Linked DNA regions of Capsicum annuum: region 1 is linked to region 2. Evidence: chromatin contacts called from public Hi-C data. All regions are on one chromosome and are shown on one strand. The core of a region is the stretch at or near the end of the contact, and the rest is flanking DNA. Distances in the headings are between cores, read along the strand shown.

What was found. A called contact is a pair of places that touch in the nucleus more often than the background predicts.
Region 1: a Hi-C map of leaf shows a contact between it and region 2, with 2.3 times the contacts expected there. The contact joins the promoter of LOC107855951 here to the enhancer-like site in region 2. A contact is called at or near these places in 4 of 5 Hi-C or Micro-C datasets (bud, leaf, pericarp and 1 more).

Annotation. Positions count from the first base shown.
Region 1 is chr11:165,184,546-165,189,031 of UCD10Xv1.1, forward strand. LOC107855951 (two-component response regulator ARR1) reads right to left here and starts at 1,615. Exons shown (of 2, transcript XM_016700949.2): 1 at 683-1,615; 2 at 1-559. The coding sequence starts at 787. The coding sequence ends at 371.
Region 2 is chr11:164,993,275-164,997,543 of UCD10Xv1.1, forward strand. It overlaps LOC107853277 (serine/threonine-protein kinase BSK7), which reads left to right. Exons shown (of 11, transcript XM_047399051.1): 9 at 55-207; 10 at 1,234-1,347; 11 at 1,630-2,451. The coding sequence ends at 1,875. Among protein-coding and RNA genes, the nearest start is that of LOC107853277, 23 kb to the left of the region's middle. Within about 2 kb of position 2,242, at least 2 of the 5 cell types and tissues checked have an H3K27ac peak or open chromatin away from gene starts, as enhancers often do. A contact at or near this core is called in leaf, where this site is marked.

The DNA.
Region 1 (4,486 bases), core at 365-2,864, 190 kb after region 2:
GGTATCCCGTTTGAGGACAAAGGTTGTGAAACGGACAATGGAGGCCATGAAACTTGACCATTATTGGATTCATTTAGCATTTGAGCCCTTGACAGTTGTTTTTGTTGTTGTTGAGACATATGCATTAGTAGAGCATTATTTTGTTGCATTCTAGTGTTCCATATTCATCGCCACAAAGGACTGCAAGGACTGGTGCAGATCTACTAGCTGCTTCGGTTCCATAGTCGTTGGGATCCCATAAAGTAAGTTAATATTGTTGCTGTCCCTCGGGAAATCTCAACTTGGGATTTTCAAAGATGAAAAGGTTTCCTTGATTTACTAGATGCATAGATGTGGCAGATTTTGTCGCAGACCTACCTAGTGCAGCTGCCTAGAGGGTAGCAAGACTTTGTATGGGAAGTTGACCAGTGGCAACTAAAGCTTGAAGCTCGAGCCCACTGAAAGAAGTCATTGTCCCATATGTTGCTTCCGGATGTCCCATGAACAAGTTATTTAATCCATTCTGATGCTGTGATACACCGCTCAACCTCCTGAGGTATAACCGGTATTTCTGCAGTACCTGATTACCATCAATAAGCACTTCACTAAGAAACTAAAGAAATATTATCAACTACTAAATTGTGCATGAAACCGTACATTCCTGTATATTCTTGAAAATGAAAGAAGTAAAATTGTTCAGTACCTGAAAGTAGCTGGCAACATTTTCTCTTGTTAGTCCGGGAACATTCATCAGTTCAAGAATTTTCTTGGGAACAGCCTCTGAAAGCATCGCCAGGATTGGCAACATTTCAACCAACGATTATAACATGAACAAGTTAATTTATTTTACTTCTTACTCCAAAATAAAGTATTGATTTTCAAGTTTCACATGATTTCTCCCTAGTTTTCAGTGATATGACACAATAATTCACTTTATGGACCCACATATACAGAATGAACTCAAAAGATACAGGCTCGAAGTAGGAAACGACAATAATCATCTGCAAGAGCAGTTACAAAAATATGGATATTGAGGAAAAAGTGTTGAAAGATGCAAATTCATAAAAAGCAACATATGAATCTTGAGAAATAAATTATGAAAGATCCAAATTCATCAGAACAATATAATCACATATGAATTTACAGCAAGAACTGTATGAACATCGTCGGAATCCTTAGAAACGTCAAAAGGGGAGCCAGCTCCAAGGGCGTATTATAATAAGTCGGAATCCCATAGCTTTTCTGAAAGGTAGGTGAAGACATCAATTTTAGGTGACTACAACTCCAAAAACGAACCCTATATTGATTTTATCAGAAGAACCCTAATGCATCAATTGAGCATCAAACAGTGAATGTGACAATCGATCCAACAAGCGATTTATACCATCGACAGTCGTGGGGAACCTTAGAAAATGACAATCAATCTTTCCCTTTCGAATGAATTCAAACAGCAGTAGCGGTGAACCCTAGAATGAAAATTTTCTTTCAGGAGAGAGAAAGAATAAGGCACAGAGAAAGACCCGATTCTTTTACCTTTGTTATTCCACTTTGGGTCGGGTTATTTTATTTATGGGTCGGGTTGAATTTTTAATTTGGGCTGTGAAATTAAAGATGACGTGAATGGTGATGTGGCATGACTACAAACCTTTTTTCACCTGGGTGACATGCTTTTAGAGGAAAGGATATTTTTTAGCCAGAAATATTTTTGAGCCAAAAAATTAATGAGAGATATTTTTAATTTATTTTAGATAGTTTGGGAGTATTTTTAACCTTTTCTGTTGATTTTATAAAGTGGATTCCACCATATCATTCCACTTCACCTTCTTCTCTTTCTCCTCAACTAACTATTTTTGTTTCTCTTGTTTTTAGCTCCTTCGTTTTCATCTGTTTTTATTAAATTGTAAAGCTAACTTTATAATATAAAAAAGAATAATTCATTAAGATGTTTTTGATTTAGTTATCTAATTTTAAATTTATAATATATTTTTTTTAATTATTATGTACACTTTATTCTATTATAAAATTTATAGTTTAATTATTATTATTATTATTATTATTATTATTATTTTAATTTATTTTACGTAGAAGTCATTCAAATTTAAAAATTTGTAACATAAAAGTATCTTTTTTCTTAATTTTTTGTCACTTAAAAGTCATTTAACTTTGATCAAGTTAATTAAGAAGTAAACTTCATTTGTATTTTGATATATCATAAAGAAAATACGACAAGGGTCAAAAATAAATTAATTATATTCAGGATGATATTAGAAGTATCTCTAATATTTTACTTTTTAACAAATAACTTGTTGGAGGTATACAATATTATACTTGCTTTCCTTAGTTTGATTTCTTTATAATAATTTTTATCTAATATTAGTAATATTGAAGAAATTGTAATTTGACTATTTTCTACACTGATATATGTATTTGTATAGTAAATTTTGTAAACACCTTTTGAAAAAATAAATAAATATTTGTACTAAATTTTAAAGATAGGATACTTTTATGTCACAAAATAAAAAAGTATTTTTTATATATCAATTTTTAAACTTAAATGACTTTTATATTAAAAAAATTGAAATCAATATTAATTTTTGTATGATAGACTAAATGTTAGGTGATCGTCGATAAATTTGACCTATTTTTGATTTCAGTTATTCAATTTTTCAATTCTTCTAATTTTCTTCTGCAACATGCTACGTGTAGTTCCACAACCTTTGCATACCTCAATTATTTTTAAAAAAATTATGAAAAAAAATTAATTGCTCATAAAAAATATTGATTTAATTTCATAATAATTTGAGAAAAAGACATAGAAGGAGTAAAAGTAGTAGAGAAAAATTATATATGTGAATCATTAACTACCTAAAAAGTGGAATCAACTCTTATCTTTTTATCAGTAAAAGGATGCTCTCGCATAAGTACAACTTCACATGTCTCTGACCTAATGAAATTACTGCAACAATACTAAATTTTTAGGTACAATAAAGTACCTCAAGCAAAATATTGTAACTAAATGAGTACTTTTTGTTTCATATTCTAAAAAATTATGGCAATTGTTAAGTTTTTGCTTCAAGTTCCATAACTATTTGTTATGGCGAAATGAATTTTGATAGAATTTTGTAACTAATAATCATTTTTTATCATGAATGAAAATTTGTTGTAGCAACACTAGATTAAAAAAAGGTTACATTTGAGAGCGGGATATTATATCTTGTCTATATAGTGACTGAACAATCTTTATTATAAAATCAAATGCCATCGATCTAAGATAATTAGATGTGTTAATCACTTAATTTGATTCGATCTTACCGAATTTTACTAGTACATTTGAAATATAGTTTAGATAAATAAGTGATTAAATATAATTTGATTTGATTCAGGCTTAACAGGTCTTACTAGCAAATTTGAGATATAATTAAATAAATAAGTAATTATAATATATTTACTTTCAATTTTCTATTTATAGCAATATAAACAAAATTTATCATGTCTCACTCAAGTTTTACCTTGATCAAGTGTTATGACAGTTGTTATTTTATTCAAAGTCTAGAACTTTATCTTTCTGAACAATTTTTTTATGGTCTACTATTAAATTATTAATTAATAATTATTATAAATGTAGTTATAATTAGTTGAACAAATGATTAATAATTGGATGTAGTTATCACAAAAGTGAATTTGTACAATAATTTATATCTAAATAAATAAGTGATTAAATTTAGTTATTTTTTTATTAACTAATTATAACAAATTTAAACAAATTAACTTACTAAATTTTACTTTAGACTTGTTTTATAGAAATAATATCTTTATCGGTCTAGTGTAATTAGTGTTGTCAATGATACGATTCAATTTTATAACTTGTAAGTTTCAAATATAATTGTTTTAAAAATAAATGATTATATCAACTTCAATTAACTTATTATAAAGAATTTAAACAAAATTTTATTATGTTGAACTTAAGCTTCATCATGATCAAGTGTTTTAAGAATTATCATTTGATTGAAGGTGTTTGTTATTCGACTCAATTCAAATTTACAGGATCTTATTTATAAGTTTCAAATATAATTTGAATAAATAAATTATTATATCTAAATATTTTATTAATTAATATACTTAATCTAACGAAAATTTTATAAATTCTCGCTAATTATATGAAGATAGATACAAATTATTTGTTATGGATATAATCACTTACAATACATATATATCTTGTAAAATAATTTTTTTTTTATAACTACAGACTGCAACATAGTAAAATTTCGTAGCAATAATTATAAATTCTTAGTCATGGGCCATATAAAATCTGTAGATAAATACCACACTTATTGCTACAAATGTTACGAAAAAGATATTGTGGTTAGATTATTTAGCAAAATAATTTTTTACGTTTAACCACGACGTATTTTGTTAGTATATCTATCCATAGAAAAATGTAAAATAACAAAATTTTAAGCATGTCAAAACATGTTATTATTAAAACTCTGAGTGAATTCCCTAAATA
Region 2 (4,269 bases), core at 992-3,491:
ATCACATTGATGATGGAATTTAGCTGTGATGAAGTTTTGATACTTGTTTTGCAGGTTCCTTCTCATGCTTTGATGGGTATATCACGTGATGGTGAAACTATGTCTCTGTCTCCACTTGGTGAAGCCTGCTTAAGAATGGATCTAACTGCCATCCATGAGATTTTAGAAAAGCTTGGGTACAAAGACGATGAAGGAGCAGCTACTGAGGTTTGTCTGTTAGTAATAGTTTTGAGGAATTGATGTCCTCATCTTGTGTACACCCATTCCGTTTCAGTGTTTTTATCTTCAAAACACTGACACAGTAACCTCATGCCGTACGCGGATCTTTTCTCCTCTTGCATGTGTGCAGGAGGGGGCCTCACATTTCTTCCACCTGCTGCTTATCCCTTCTTTATGATTTGCTTTGTAGTGATTCTCTCATATAGAGAATCCTAACAACCAGTGAGCTTCTTGATGCTGTTTTATGTTTAAGAAGTGTTGTTCCACATGTTTCAACTGCTAAAAAAGGTTATACTTAGAGAATCTCATCCAAAAAATCAGATTAGATCATTGTTGTGACTTCATCTTGAGAGGTCATCCTGATGATAGGATTTCTATAAGCAAATTGATTTGAATTTTGTCTAAACCAGTTTCCTCATGGACAAATGGCCTGTTGCAAAGGAAGTTCTCAGAAACAGGGTTGGCAAACGGTGGGGTTGTGAGAAAGCCCATGTAAACTTGCAAATATTTCACCCATTCCCTCTTGCATTGCACATTTTGTTGTTTGCAACCCATCCCACATAAACCCACTCCGCATAATTTATTGTGTTTATACCTACCAGTAGTTCTTAAAACTATTTAGTTCAGAAGAACTGGATCTAACTTAAGACTCTGATTTGTCCAACCTGTCCGCCCCACCCCGCATTAAATTTTCAACAAAATAGTTTTAACTCGTCCTGCACCCGCATATGGTCAAAACCGCGCCGCCCAATTGCCATCCCTACAGTCAGAAACAGCAGAGAAAAATATGTATTTGTGGCTTACTCTTTTACTTATAAGTTCCCAATGCCTATTGAATGATTGTGCGCGCTTCAACCAGTGAGACGCTTTGGAGAGGAAGTTGCTCAGCTGTTAAAAGAACTTTCTTTTTGTAACTTATTGCTTGTTCATTAAATCAAATCCAAGTTGTTGTACAGCTTTGGAGCCAATTATCAAAGTCTAATGGTAGGCACACTTTTTTGATGTTGCTTGCAGCTTTCATTCCAGATGTGGACAAATCAGATGCAGGAAACATTGAACTCCAAGAAAAAGGGTGATGCTGCTTTCAGGCACAAAGATGCTAAGGCTGCTGTCGAATGCTATACACAGGTAGGAATTCACGATCCTCCGTGATAGGTTCAGTTTCCACGGGTTTCAATATGAGTAGCAAGACTCTTCTTCCAAACTTGAGGTTCCAATTTGTACTTTTCAGATGTGTGTTCTTAGACGAGATAAATGTTAGTAGTCTAATGCTTTATACAGTTGATTAAGTAACAAAATGGTCTAAAGAGATGTTAACATGTTCTTGAGATTATTAATGAGTGCTTAGAAGAGTAGATTTAATCTATTTAAAGTGCATCATTCATTTAATACTTGGATTGGTTTATACAGTTTATCGATGTTGGAACCATGGTCTCCCCAACTGTGTATGCACGGCGTAGTCTGTCTTATCTCATGAGTGATATGTCACAGGAAGCCCTGAATGATGCAGTACAGGCACAAGTAATATCTCCTGTATGGCATATTGCTTCGTATTTACAGGCTGCTTCTCTTTTTGCACTGGGAAGGGAAAATGAGGCACACATTGCACTTAAAGAGGGTTCTGTTCTCGAAGAGAAGAAGAACACAAATTCCTGAAAGTGGTGAGTTAAGCCAGTGTGATCTCTATTTTATTGCTTCGTTGCTGATGGGGACTTGGACATAGATCACAAAAAGGTCACTGTGGAGAGGCTGTTCTTAGATCACAAAAAGTTCACCGTGGAGAGGCTGTTCAATCTATCTCCTCGTGCATGCAATCATTTAGGTTCGGTTTACTTCAGAGAATTCTTTTGCAACATAATTGGATGTGAGGGGGGTTCGATTTGGTCATGGCTTTTGTGGACGGGGAATAATCCAATGCTGTTGGTTCCTTAAGGATCTAACATCTGTGGAAAAGGAAAGCTGGAGAACACTTCTGTGCTGTAATTTATGTACAGTGCTATTTGGCTGCACAAATTGTTTTGTCTCTCTCTTGAAATCATCCTTCCTTTTCTTCTCTTGGAGTTGGGGGTCAATATCCTTTCTTTGTGTTGTAATTTACTTTGCAGTGCTTATGTTAAGTACAGTCGTTACTGGTCTGTCTAACTTTCTGAATGTTGTTTGCATCTTTTATGTCAACAATTACTCAGTTTGAATGTTTGTGCAATATTATCTGTACAGCTGGTAGCTCATTCATATATTTTTGAAATTTAATTTCTCGTCTTTAAGCTTTGTTATATTTGCATAGATAGGTTGAGAGAATGTACTATTCTCTCCTTATATGGCCTTTGGGTAATTCTCACCCAAGGGTTAAATTTCGCGGGTGAGGTAGGCGTGCGATTTTTTTATTTTTTAAATCAGGTGTAAGGTCAATTCTGTTACACAGTCAAATCGAACCGACGAATCAAAACAAATCGAGAAAAAAAAATCAACTTATGATTTGGTTTGATTGGTTTGGCGTTAGAAAAAAATTGATCATTCTTGGTTTGGTTTGGTGTTAACAAAAAATAAGTTAAATCGAATCCGAATCAAACCGACATAATATATATATATATATATATATATATATATATTAATTATACATGAAATATTAATTATACATAAAATATTAATTATAATTTACTTTTTAAATACTTTTTCAATTAATTTTAATAATTTTCAATAATTTGAAAGTAGATGTAGATATATATTTAGATTTGAGCCTTTAAAATGTAATATTTGTTTATTAATTGCTAATTAAATGAACGAAAATTCAATATAAATTTAAAACCTAAACTTTTTATTTTTCATCTCACTTTTTAGTTTCAAGAGAGTTTTTCGCTCCTTATTTTTTCATAATTATGGTTTTTCATTAGCACATGAGTGAAAACATATTTGATCTAGTCTTCAATTACAATATAATTGTAAACTAAAGATTCTAAAAGAAAATTAAAAAAAACTGAAAAAATCGAAAAACTTGAAAAACGGACTAAAATTTAAATCGAAAAAATCAATTTTATGTTGGTTTGATTTAGTTTATAGTTTTAATAAACCGATATGATTGTTTTTTTTTTCTTTTTAATAAAAATCGAATCAACCCGACCTATGTACACCCCTAACCATAGTATAGGAATTAGGGTGTGGATGGTATGGAAGAAAATACACGATTGATAAAATGCTCCGATTTTTCATTCTCATATGAGGCCGAAAAATTCTGGAAAATGTTTTCTAACTTTTCAATGCTTGGTTGGTTAAATTTTGAAAACGTTTTCTCGAGAAAAAAAAGTTAGAAATTGGGAGAAAAGCAAGAAGTTTAATTATTTTTTTTGAAAAAATTACAAAAAGTAGCATATTTAAGATTATAATTACAATAAATAGAAATATTTTTGTGAAATTACAGTTTATAGCAAGAATAACATTATTCCGTCATTAATTAGACAAACACTTGTTTTACTCCTACTATTTTACCTTTTTCTATTTTCACTTCACTATTTCACTTATTTCAATATATTCGTATCTTCTATTCTTTCTTTGTCATCATATTTTTTTATTTTTTTCTTTTCACTTTATTTTCTCTCTTCTGTTTCTCTTCTTTTTTTTCTTTTTCATTTTTTTTCTCTCATATTTGCAAATAATTGTTTTCATGATCTTCAAAATTTCAAAATAAAACATCATTACTGTTTTTTTCTCTCTTTCACTCTTTTATATCTCTAACTTTTTTTCTTGTTAGTTTTTTTTTCATCTTTGTTTATCATTTTATTTTTATTTTGATTTCTTTTTCTTTTTCATTTTTCTTTCCACTTTATTTTCTTTCGTCTATCTCTCTTTTTTTTTCCCCTTTTTTTCTTTATTTTTTTCTTTTTCTTTTTCTTCCTTTCTCATATCGTTTTTCCTTTTCCTACTTTCGTTTTTTTATTTCTTTTTTTCTTTTATTTTGACACTTCTATTTCTTTTCTTTTTTCACTTCTTTTTTTTTTTCCATTTTTTTACTCTTATATATCTAACTTTTATTTTGAAAAGACAAATATGTATATC